Linked DNA regions of Danio rerio: region 2 is linked to region 1. A link is a contact called in public Micro-C data. All regions are on one chromosome and are shown on one strand. Each heading gives the region's core, a stretch centred on a gene start, on an enhancer-like site or on the middle of the called end of the contact. The rest is flanking DNA. Distances are from core to core; before and after follow the strand shown.

What was found. Hi-C and Micro-C count contacts between places; a contact is called where the count stands out from the background.
Region 2: a contact with region 1 is called in a Micro-C map of caudal fin, with 12 times the contacts expected there. The contact joins the promoter of epb41l5 here to the promoter of zgc:162780 in region 1. A contact is called at or near these places in 2 of 18 Hi-C or Micro-C datasets (caudal fin and an unstated tissue) and 2 of 4 datasets of contacts at active chromatin or transcription factors (caudal fin and embryo).

Annotation. Positions count from the first base shown.
Region 1 is chr9:30,361,428-30,368,129 of GRCz12tu, reverse strand. zgc:162780 reads right to left here and starts at 2,889. Exons shown (of 6, transcript NM_001044784.1): 1 at 2,699-2,889; 2 at 2,434-2,594; 3 at 1,055-1,268; 4 at 435-538. The coding sequence starts at 2,809. zgc:162396 reads right to left here. Exons shown (of 6, transcript NM_001044782.2): 2 at 6,565-6,702; 3 at 5,806-6,019; 4 at 5,523-5,623; 5 at 5,017-5,154; 6 at 4,511-4,869. The coding sequence ends at 4,779.
Region 2 is chr9:30,608,623-30,615,324 of GRCz12tu, reverse strand. epb41l5 (erythrocyte membrane protein band 4.1 like 5) reads left to right here and starts at 4,323. Exons shown (of 26, transcript NM_200089.2): 1 at 4,323-4,457; 2 at 5,586-5,790. The coding sequence starts at 5,611. It overlaps ptpn4a (protein tyrosine phosphatase non-receptor type 4a), which reads left to right. Exons shown (of 26, transcript NM_001007200.1): 26 at 757-849. The coding sequence ends at 849.

The DNA of each region.
Region 1 (6,702 bases), core at 1,640-4,139:
TTGTTAAAACATTCCAGCCATATTATTATTCACAGTGAAGTAACAGCACTGAAATTTTGGTAGCACTTTTGATGGTCCTCTTTAGATCATCCATGTCAACTCCATGTCAACTAACTGTCATTTGATTGTCGGGAGACTATCTGCTTAATGTTCGACGACACTTAATTTTACTTTTCTAACAGTCTACAACTAATCTAACATATATATTTTTTTGGCTTCATTATATTTAAATGAAAAACATTTCATCTGTAATATTTTTATTTTGTGACATCCATTTGATAAAGCAAATAAGACACTAAAGGTCCAACAAGCAACCTTTTAAATATCATAACATCACAACACTGCTTCTACTTTATAGTTTAACAAACCTAACTGCACTTTAAACCATCTTCACCAACTAACTGCAAAGTTAATATGTTGTTATAATACATTACCATTCTTTGACTGGGTACTGCAGAGAGTCATATGTTCTTTTGTACAGTTCAAAAGAGCTGGGACCCAGATGAGGATCCCGTAAAGGATGCAGAGCTGCATAAAACTGCAATGTGACAAATATAACATAAGTACACGGTGAATCATATACAGTACAGCATGTAGCATGGATCACTGTTTTTTTCTTACAAGTGAATTGCAGGTTGAAGCAGGAGATGCACATTAGGGCACCCATGAGTCACAAAGCATGACAATGATTCAAGGCACCAGAATAAATCCGTAGCTCAGACAGCATGTTTTGTTCTTCATTTTGAAAGCACTGACTCATACTGAATTGGTTATTACTGTGTTGAGAGTCCAGGTAAATTATTATATGCTTCATGAAGCTAGAAACACCTGCATGCATAAAATGTTATTGTGATCTTTGAACTATGTGTCTTATAAAATGCTTGTTGAGCAAATGATTAATTAGTATAATCTAATAAAAGATTAGATAACATTTCAGTCGCTCATAAAGTACAGGTCATGTGAGCTATATAAGATGATTTCAAAACGTTCTCATTGTTGCACAGACAAATGTTCAGACAGTTGGCAATCATTGTGAGAAATATATGACTCTCACCTCATTACAAATGAGGTTTAATGCTTCTGAACAGTTTCCATAAGTTAGCTCCATGTCCAGTGTGTAGTTGAGAAGTGCGAGGCAGCCATGAGGTTTGAGCACTCTGTCGGCCTCCTGAAGAAAACGTGAATGGTCAAACCAGTGGAACGCAGACATGGCCGTCACAAGATCTACAGAGCCATCTTCAAAGGGCAGTTCTTCAGCTGGACTCTCCCTTTGAGTCAAATAAGTGAAAACAGTAGCATGCATAGTATATAGGTGAAACTAACTTAAACAAACCAGCACTATCGTCATGCATTAAATAAATATATTACCACTAAATAAATAAATACAACAACTTAAATATTTCTATGTTGCAATTGTTAAGACATCTAATGTTAACTTTTGACTAAAAGTGCCAGAGTTGTTTGATAAAATTACTCTTATTGCTGTAAATAAATATTTTTTTTAAAATAAAAGATTCAAGCAACACATAAATAAATATAACTACATATACATTACAACTATTATTTTAATGTTTTGTTACATAAATATTCAAATGATTTAAAATAAAATGCATATACAACCTACATAAAAATGTACAAATACAAACTACCTGAAAAGTTGCATACATAAAATATGCAAAAATGTGAATATTTTTGAGTAAAATATGAAACATTTGAACTTGATGAAATACACGCTGGAGGCTGGACATGCATATTGGTTAAATAAATATTTTATAAAAATAGTCTATATCTGCTAAAAGAATAAATGAATGAAATGCATTTAAATAAACAACAACAATTTCAAATTAATTTGTCTACTTGATATGATACATTAGCAGGGATAAAAATAGGTAAGATCTATTTTTACAAAAACATGGTACATAATCCATCATGAACAGACCATGAACGTAGTTTATGAGTCTCAGATTAACACTCGTCACTCCTTTAGTCAAGCTGTAGCCAAATTGTTTAAAAGAAAAGTTTTTTGTGAAAATGACCATGTATGGTCTGACTAATAAGGTAAATCATATAGACTACAATCTGCTTACTTTTGCTTTACTAAGGTAAGTTTTTTTTATCATTATTATTATGTGAAAAGTGAAAATATACAACCACAGTACATTATAAAGAAAATGAAAAATAATGTTCATAAACTGGAGCAATATTAAAGAGCATAATTAAAACTAAGGCAAACTTATGTCGGTATAAGATAGATGTGAAATATGTACATTTAATCTTTGGGCTCATGTTCCAATTTATGAGGTCAGAGTTCACGACATTTACTGTAGCCAAGCACCAGGGGGCGATCGCACTATTTTGGTTTTCCTTTGGACGTCTGGCAGTAAACGGCAACAAGAGATTACAGCAATAATCAACTACTTCATGTTTGCATACCTGAAAGAAACGTTTGGAATGTTAACATGTTTCCTTCCCATTTCCAGCTGAGCTGGACTAATATCTGTCCCAACCACACGTGTAAAATGTGGTGCCAAGAGCAACGTTCCCTGTCCTGACCCGCAGCCAACATCTACTGCCAGGCCATTAGATGAATATTCCTGGAGATAAAGAAGAAGAAGATAAAGCAGTGCTTCAAATGTAAGCTAAATAACATTGAATGGATCATAAATTAATGAAAAAACAGTCATTACAAAAATCTTACATTATTCCTGTGAAATTGCAGAACTTTGCCAATGAGCTCTTCTGAGGGTGAAATGCGATACTTCCAGTATGAGTTTGCATGTTCTTTGCCTTCAAATAATCGCACAGCCATTTTGGACAGATGTACAGTCTCCTTTGAGTGAGAAAACTGAAGGGAACTGAGCTGTCAGCACACAAAAGGACAAGGAAAGTAGGACACGAGGGGAGGAGCCATTTCAAGTTTTAGGCTTTGCTTATTTTTTTCCTCATTGAGAGACATTTGTGCAAAGCTTTTTAAAACATTCCTTTGAGGCAAAAGTAACATGCTCAGTTTGCTAATGAGGACTTGTGCCTCACATACACCCACATACACCCACTTTTCCCCTCATATTCACAGTGGAGGACAAGAGTAAAAGTCCTTTCAGATTTAATCAACTTCTCCCGAGAAATAACTGGAAAAAGATTAAAGGTTTCCATGCAAACCAGATGCCTGCTGGGAGGATAAAGTAAAATTTTCACATTGATATGAGCGAATGAATTTTTTTTTTTTGTTCTTTATACTCAGGTTACCCCAAAATCATTTTGATAGCCACCTACATTTAGTTTTAATTGTTAGATCTCCTGTGAAAGTAAAGTAGGCAGGCTAAGAAAACAACAAATAAGAATTTAAAAACAACAGATATGTTAATATTGCTTAACGCATTCAAAATCTGTGTACAATGTTCACACATAAATCATTTTTTTATATAACAGTAATAAAAAAGTCATATTTGAATGTTTGATCATGTTAAATTTTGTAGAAATAGATATGAGGTATTTATTCACATTTTAACAAAGCCTATACAACCTGACAAAAGTCTTGTCGTCGATCCCAGTTGTAAGAGCAACAAATAATAACTTGACTTCTATTTGATCATTTGGAAAAGTGGAAGGTAGATTTTTCCAACAAATTGTTTGAACTGTGTTCCAATCATCAGTTCAAATACTGCAAAAGACCTACTGGAACCCGCATGGACCCAAGATGCTCACAGAAATCAGTCAAGTTTGAAGGAAAAATGGTTTGGTGTTACATTCAGTATAGGGGTGTGCAAGAGATCTGCAGACTGGATGGCAACATCAACAGCCTGAGATATCAAGACATTTGTGTTGCCTATTACATTACAAACCACAGGAGAGGGCAAATTCCTGAGAAAGATAGCACACATTCTTATATTTCAGCCCCCACATTAAAGTTCCTGAAAGCAAAGAAGGTCAGGGTGCTCCAGGGTTGGCCAGCACAGTCACCAGAGTTGAATATTATCAAGCATGTCTGGGGTAAGATGGAGGAGGCATTGAAGATGAATCTAAAGAATCTTGATGAACTCTGGAGTCCTGCAAGAACGCTTTCTTAGCCATTTCAGAAGACTCTAATTAATAAGTTAATTGAGTCATTGCAGAGATGTATGGATGCAGTCATCCAAGCTCATGTGAGTCATACACAATATTAATTCTTTTTTCACTGCACCATGACTTTATGTTCTATACTGTACATCCTTTATGTTAAGTGACAAGACTTTTGTCTAAGCAAAGTCAGACCTTACTCTCTTAATTAAATAATTAAAAATCAAGCCATGATCAAATTTTATTTAGTTAAAATAAGCACAATATAGAGGTTTTTGCCTTTCATATAAGCTTCTGATACCAAATGATCAACCAGAAGTTAAGTTTTTTTTGTTGTTCCTAAAACTTGGATAGGCGACAATAACCTTTGTCAGGTTGTGTAGAAGGAGTAAACATTTGTGTAGGAACAATTATAAAACTTCATATGAACAAACAACACAACCAGAAGAAAATAAGAAAAACAGATTTTATTGTTTAGCCTACATTACAATTAATGTAAGTATTCTGTACAGTAAATGATTTTGAATGAACATTAGGATAGTGCAAATACTCAGTGGTTGTAATCTGAATTTTTAATGTGAAATCATGAAAAATACAGGCTTTGTTCACTCACAAATTTGCTAACTTGATTAACAAAGCAAAATTAAACATTCTTAACCACAGTGGCTGAACACCTGTAATTACAGTAAAAGAGAGGTGTATCATGTGATTTGAATCATGTATCACTCAGGTTTACATGCAAGCACACAGTAATACTCCCACATAAAGTCAACTTTAGCATCTGTTGAAGTTGCTTTTATCTCTTCCAGAATTCTGAAACAGAGTAAGTCATAAACAGATCAATATTGTGTATAATATACACATGATCCTAACCCAACGTCTTCTCAAGAAGACACTTGTTATATATATTTTTGTTCCAATCCACCACTGTTGCATGCCAGTAAAAGAAAATGTAATTACCGTGATGCTGTTTTCTCCAACAGTGCAGTTGCAGCCTTTGGATTGGCTCTTAGATATGCTTGGTACATGGAAAACGTCTGAAAAAAGCCAAGTATGTTCTTGACGCTCAGCTGTTCCTTTATGGGAATAGTTTCAATCCTTAAATGACACAATAGAATATAATTAAAAATATTAGACTCATTTTTTATCAAAGATTATTTAATGGTCAACCCACTTTTTGTCTCCAGACTTGAAAATGAGATTTGATAGATGCAGGTGATATGTAGTTTGTTAAGATAAATTCAGGTTTAGACCAAGAATAAATAAATAAGCAATAGAATAGGAGCTGTCTGTTGGACAGCAACTTAAAGGGTTAAAACAAAATGTGTGAAATGTAATTTGTTAATGATTAAATACAACACATACTCAAATAAATCTATAGAAAATTAAATGTGACAAGCATATTTCTGTACAGGCTTATTGACACCAAATTAATTATTCACCAAGTGTGTTGTGCACTGGTTTACCTCTCTTTATCTGGAAAGGGTATGACTTCAAACAGGTCCTTTAGCTTAGTACTAGCCCCAGTTACCTTAGTGCTTGTGTAGGGCTGAAGTTCTTGCTTCAGCTATTAGAATAAATTAATGTGAGATAGCAGTTATAACCACTCTGAGCACATATCAGATAGACATGCATTCAGTAATATGAAGGTTTTGTATTCACATATTAAACAGTTTTATTTTTTAATCATTATTAAACATGTTCATGTATATATTTTTATTTAATTTATATATATCTACATATACATACTTCCTCATATATGATATTAAGTTGATCTCCACAGGACTCATGGTGTATTTTCATACTGTCATTATAGCCAAAGAGAGCCAAGCATCCATGAGGTTTCAGGACACGCTGGGCCTCCTTGACGAAACGTTCAGCATCAAACCAATGAGCAGCAGACGCAGCTGTCAGCAGATCCACTGAAGCATCTGGGAAGGGAAGCTCCTCTGCTGTGCCTACTCTGTCCATTAATAAATATAATAGTGAGTAGACAAGAGTAATCTGTTCGCACTATAATACACAATCACATTTTGTTTTCTATTTTCAAGATAAGTATTAAAGTATGCTATTTCATAAGCTTTACATAAGCATTCCTTCAGCTATGCATAAACAACAACACATGGTGCTAAAAACACCAAGGAGTTTTGAAAACTACTCAGTGTCAAAGACTGTATGTACCTTGATAATTAAACTACTGTAACAGAAGACTATAATTAAAATAAAAATAATATTGTTTACACATGATGTTGGTGAATTGCAGAGCTTGTGCAAACATTTCCGAATAACTATGATCAAATGCTTTCTTATTTGTTGTTTTCATACCACTGTCATTTTTTGTTGATTCATTTTTTTAGCATGGGCAACAGTTAGATGTTCAACAGCGTATCGTTGCAAAGGCATTCTTTTTGTATTTTAATCTATAATCAACTAACGTAAATTACCTTTACCAAATATCAAGGGCTACTAAATTGTATTTATTTAAGAGTAGAAGCATGCACTACTGACCTGTAGGTGAGATTAGGGAAGCCCTGCACTGCTCTCGCCTCCTCCACCTGTGATTCACTGACATCAATGCCCACCACCTGCTGAAAGTATGGTGTCAGAGGGCGAGAGGTTTGCCCTGTCCCGCAGCCTAAATCCACA
Region 2 (6,702 bases), core at 3,074-5,573, 250 kb before region 1:
AATTGATAATTCACCCAAAAAATTCTAAATTCCCCACCATTTACTCACACAAAGTTGTTCTAAACTTTTAGCATGAAAATAATACTAGGCAATGGCTCGTTTTCACTAAACGTTCTTCAATGCATCTTTTTTTTTGTGTTCAACAGATAAAGGAAACCCAAATAGCTTTGGAAAAAGTGGTTGTAGTGCTCAGCATATATAAGTGCACCCCTCACAAATCTCTCTTTTAAATTCATATTTTTAATAGGAAGCTATACAATATTATGTTTGTGCATATACATTAGATTAGTCAGTACTGAAGACAAATCTGGAGCTTATCTAACAAAATAACTTAAGATAACAGTCCAAAAACTGGTACACCCAAATTATATGTTATAGAAACATATAAAATACAAATCAAGAGAACCAAGAACATGTTGAAATTTTGTAGTTTTTTTTTTTTTTTTGCAATATCTTGCTTGAATTTAATTGTATTATCTTTCAATTTCTAAATATGTTTGGTGACTAAAGATTATTTTAATAAATAAATCTGTTTTATAAATCTGTTTTGTTGATATGCACCAATATATTCACTGAGAAATGGATACAAATATTCATTTTCAAAATGAGGTGTACTCAATTATGCTGAGCACTATGTATGCGTGTGTCAAAACCCAGTCAATGATGGTTTGACCCTCTGCCATCACACTCGGCCATTCTTCCTTGACTGACTGACTGACACGTCTAACATCTACTTGTGTTCTTCTGCCTCCTCAGAGCCAGTTCAAGTTTGTGTGCGAGGCCATACTGAAAGTTTACGAGGAGGGCCTGGTCAAACCGCTCAAGTCCATTCTGTACGAATCCAACTAATGCCCTGCCAGCTTTCCCCTCCAAAATCATGCTGAAATTCACTGACAGGACCTTGTCCTCCTCTGTGACGGAGTGATGGACAAGAGTCAGAAGCCAGGAACACAGGACATAAACCAAGCACTGCTGCACTTTAGGCCGGCAAAGGGACTTTATGCCAGGCTTCAATGAGAGGAGGAAGAACGGACAGAACAAAATGGTGAAATAGGTACTTGTCGGGACTGGAGTGTTCAGGGTTTTGACAAATACATGTTAATAAAAATGAATATAGTAGATTGCTGGTGCCATATGTAAGTGTGTAAGGGCAGGCCCGTGAATGAATGAGTGTTTTTATATGTGGTCACCTATTATTTGAGACAAACACCACCCATGAAATGATTCACACCCTGGCCTGTGCTGCAGATGAACATTTGTGTTTTTTTATTAAGAGTATTTATTTAGTTTTAATTTTTGAGCCCTGCTCCTTCAGCGTAACTACTTACCCATCAAACTGGTGTTTCATGATGATTTTGTTTGGTTTGTTTTCTTTCAACTGTTTTATTTATATTGCTGTCAAACTTCAGTGCTATCAACAGAGACTGAAGCGCTTTGCATAACAGATTCAATGCAAAATATCAGTTCAGTCTCTTAAAGGATTCATCTAAAAATGAAAGTATTGTGATTTATTTACTCATCTGTATGTCTGTCCAAACCCATATGATGTTCTTTTGTCGATTGAACATAAAAGGAGATGTTTTGAAAAATGTTAATTCTGCTCATTTGCATTCAGTGAAAGCCTGCAACTTAATAGCAACATACCTTACTACACTTTTTTAAAGCCAAACAATAGCTTTGAGTGAGAAAAAGACTGACATTGAATTTTAATTACTGGAAATATTCCTCCCATTTGCTTATAAAATGTAAGAAACTGTGTGTAAAATATAAATTCAAAGCCACAAACTCGACATTAAATTTAAATATGGAATATAATTGTTTCAAAAACAGATATTAGATCAGTCCAAATGCAGACGTTCCCCTAAAAATGAACTCTGCGAGCCTTTAAAATGAGTTAAAGGGTGTTAATGTCCTCTGTAGGTGATGTAATGTTTATATGTTGCAAATTAGAACTGCTTCTTGTGTTGTTTTAAATGAATGTTACACACCTCAGTGTGGCAAAAGCATTAGTGTGTTGGAGTTCATGGTTGACCTGTTTGTTTCTTACAGCAGACTGCGCATTGCAGAATATCCCCCTAACATTAGCACGTGGAGAGTGTGTCCAGTATGTGTTATTACTGTATGTTTCTGCCGTCTGTATGTGTGTGTTTTTTTTTTAAATAATGGCCTGGTTTAACACATCTGGTTCATTCATCTGATTATATTTCATTTATTTAATTGAGCCCTAGTTTTTCGATCACATGTTTAGAATCCATTGAATCCAGCATTTGCATCTATTTTGACAAAATAACATTGGTTTCTCGTGATAAGATGTTGCTGTTTTAAGACATTTTAATCATAACGCTCTCGAATGAAATGTGTGATGCATTGTCCGGTTTAACAGGTTATCTCTAGTTACATGCAGAGCTGAATTTGTCCATACATGTAGTTTTTCTAAGGTACTATCTATTTTTACAGTCAGTCATTTGTCATTTTTGTTGTGATCACACTTGCTGGAGAACCTTGGTTTTAGGACCAAATAATGTGTTTCTATGCTCAACATGTTACAGGTTACACCAAAAGACATTCAATACAGGATTACAACATGCAATTTGGGAGAAAATACAGGCCCTCTACCTTGTGGGAAAGACAGCACTTTTTCAACAAAAGATGTACAACTGTAGACTGGTGTTAACGTTTTATTTGCTGAAAATAACAGGAAGGTCAAGTTTGTGCCACTTGTCCATTTTTATGAAAATATTATAGTGTACATACAAGGTTGTATATTAAAAAGAAACTCTTTTAAATAAAAATAAGTTGTGTGATATGGGTTGGTTTGTGTAAGGATGTGTTGAGATTTGTGTGCATGGTTACATTGAGTGATTTAATTACTTCCTTCAAGATCTTGACACGATCTTTTGTGAGGATACAGCAGTTTGACGTCTTCAGTTACCAGTTGGTGGTGCTGTTGGAAAAAAATATATGCTGCACACCTTTACCTGACTGAGCTATGTTGTAACTAGAAAGTTTGTTTATTTGTTTAGTTGAGTCTTGAGTTTAGATTTACACTTGCTTTTTTATTATTTGACATGTTTTAAATATACATACAACAACCATTTGCTGTTAAAAGTTTTTTTCATTTTGAAATGCCTGCAAATTATATTTTAGTTTTAGGGTTTGTTGATTTTAAGTAAACATTTTCAAACTGGTTTAAGCTTTTGAGACTAATCAATACCTACATTCAATATTTAAATGTTATAATACTTAGTTATAAAATTGACATGATTCTGAATGATTAATTTCTTATATCACTAACAACATCAAAGAAGGTAGAATTGGTAATGCAAATAAATACCATAGTGTGTTAATTTGGTCATCCATTGAGCAACTCCAGCATTATGAATGTGACATTTGCAGTAAAAACTCAAAACGTCAGTTCACATAAAAAGTATATGTTAACATTATATTGAACAATTTGTTTATATTTTCCAGAACAACTGACCACAGAGTTATAAGATCAGAAAAATATCAATCTGTAAACATGTTCTTTAAATAAGGAAAATAAACATGCGTTGTGGATGTGACCAAAAAAAGTTTGCAGTATACAACATAAAATTTCTGTGAATTGAACTGCACAAGCCAAAAGTGATACTGACAATCAAAAGGATAAGAGTTGGTTCTCTGTAGAAAAAACATGATTGATTTTATTTAATATTTTACATATATGAGGAAAAAAAGTGTCATGGATGACTTCTCTCCGTTATGGATGTGTCGGATCATGTGAAATTGGCACTTGTGTGACTTTGATAAATCAAATATAATAGCTCGAAAACACTGACAGAAACATTTTTGAGTATTTCTAAAGTACTGTGAAATACTTGCTTTCATAAAAAACTGAAAGGGTTTCAATATTTTAGAAAACTTAATTCATTTCATGGCAAGGTTGACATTTGCATGGAATTGCTCCATTACCATTTCATTAAGATTGCGTTCAGAAGTTTATTTTGATTTCTGTCACTCATTTTGTATTTACTGTCTATGAAACTGGATTGAGATGTCAAACTGGATTCTTCATGATATTTATTTGGTAACTTTTTTTATTTGGCCTTTCAGACATACACGCCTTGGGTGATTACAGTTTAAAAAAAACACACACTATTTATTTATTTTCTTACATTTCGTTGTAAGAACGTACTTAATGTAAGCATTGAAAGCATCCAGTCCATTCTCACCTCGCACCGGCCCTTTAAATGTAAATCCACTTTTGGGGATTTACGTGACGTCATTTCCTGAGGGAAAACAGCCACCCCACTATCTTTCGGACAGGGAGAATATCTGTTACACTCGTCTCAAACAAAAATACGGCGACTGAAGCACGCTGCGGCGTAGAAGATGGAGATTTCTAAACACAAAGTGTTTTACTGACAAAAGCCGCTGCTTGAGGAGCGTTTGACCGGCGGGATATTCGTCAATCTGCAGTGAGTGTCGCTTTTGTCTCTGGGCTGAAGATCAACAAGTGGATTCGCACAGTGCGCGCGAGGACGGCTCGAGTCGGTCATCACTGAGGTGGACGCGCTTTATCTCGGGACAAAATTTGATTTATCTCTGGTCGTGGTTGTATTATGATTTCTGGCTCCTCGTATCATTAAATAACTACCCGATGTATTGCTCCGCCATTGAATATAAGTTATACGTAGTTTATTCTTGAGCTAACAGGTGTCAGTGGAGTTCAGTCAGTAAGCGCGTGATCGTGAGAAGAATGAAACCGTTTAGATTTTGCGCGTTCACGCCTGACAACAGCGTTATGACTTTTGTACGATGTTTTCAGATTATTTGCCGTTTTTTGTTTATTGATTTGATGTATTTTCAATTAATATAACTTGTTAACAATAATTTGCAACAAAACACAACGAAACGCTAACGTTACATGTTTACCTGAGGCGTAGTACAGTAACACGTCATAGTAAGTTAACTTATTTAAGCAGAAAGAAAACATAAAGGTAACTTTCTTAAATATTAACGTTGCAGTTTGTTAAACTATATTAATAGTTATAGATTTAGACAATTTTTCCCGCATAAAATTGTTTTATAGAATTTGGACCAAAATGTTGTTAGGAGGACATTCATGTTTTGACTTTGACTGATGTTTTTTCTTGTTTTTCTTGTCTTATTTCAGATGTCATTTACATAATAGTAGCTAGAATTGTTTAACAAAAACTTAGGTAAATGTTCAAAAAAGGTGCCAGTCTGTGCTTTTATTATGACATGACTATATGGCAAGACAGCACAAATAAACTAGTTAAAGGAGTAGTTTACCTCAAGGTGAAAATGTTCTTCAAGACTATTAGGAGTTTATTTTTTTCTGTTGAACACAAAGGCCTTCATTCTGAAGAATTTTTTTTAAACTTGGGCCATTGACAGTAGTGTGGAGGGAAAAAGCTATGAAAGTCAATGACAACCAGTTTCAAACATTCTTCAAAATAAAATCTTTTTTGTTTAACATAAAAAGAAATTTAAACAGTTTAGGGGTGAGAAAATGACAACATCACTTTCGCTTTAAGTTATACTATCCATTTAAATGGATATGGATATGATCTTTGTTTCAGACTGGACTAACAGATCTTCCTAAACATGTTGAGCTTCCTACGCCGGACTCTGGGCAGGCGGTCCATCCGCAAACATGCTGAGAAAGCTCGACTCAGGGAAGCCCAGCGAGCCACAACACACATCCCAGCTGCTGGAGATGCCAAGTCCATCATCACCTGTCGAGTGTCTTTGTTAGACGGCACAGATGTCAGTGTTGACCTGCCGGTGAGTTGAATAAACTTTCTTCATAACCAAATCTGCTTGTTCAGCGTCTTGTCAGTTGTTGTTGTGGTTGAATTGTGAAAAAAATCTAAATGCGTTTCACAAAGATGATCTCAACTGAAGTTCAAGGCTGAATCCCAGACATCAGCTTTCAGCCTGTGCTCGGACAGAAACTTGTCCTTGCCTACCGAGTCACATGGATACTCTATTAGGGCAGAGAGAATGCTCTCCATTGTGTTCTTATTACATAATCCTGGGAGAAAACCTGAGCATGCAGTGAGTGAGTGAGTGGTGGTGACTAGAGGTGTAATTAATTGGCATATGTAACTTGCTCAGTTTGAAAAGGCTTTGTCAATTTTAACTACCTTGACTTAAACTGATCAGATTGGGAAATCATAAGAAGCTGTCATGATCAAAACATATGAGTCAGACATTCAAATGAAACCTGTTTTTGCTATAACACATGTACATTATTATTTATTTCTTTACCATTTTACAACCTCAGTCTAAGTTGTACTAGGGCTGCACCTAGGGCCGGAAAATACTGCAAACAAAATATCACGATATCATGTTTCATATCATTTGGTATCAATCATTATTGCATTTTTACAGTACATTTAGGAATATTATGATTTTTTAAATTAACTTTCTTTTAATATAACCACCTTATTTTAATTGACCAACATTACTACTTTAATTTACAACATTACTAGTTTATCTACATTACACAACTTTAACACATAAGTGTTTAAAGAGAGTCTCAAACTTGATAATTGTAATGTTACAATGTGTGTGCAATGGTAAAGTGTGAACGCTGAACAAAGCAAACTTTAAGATGTCAACAATAATGATACAGTAAATTTTAAACTCTGTAAACAAAGCTAACTATGAAAATCGCATCTGAGCTTTCAAGTA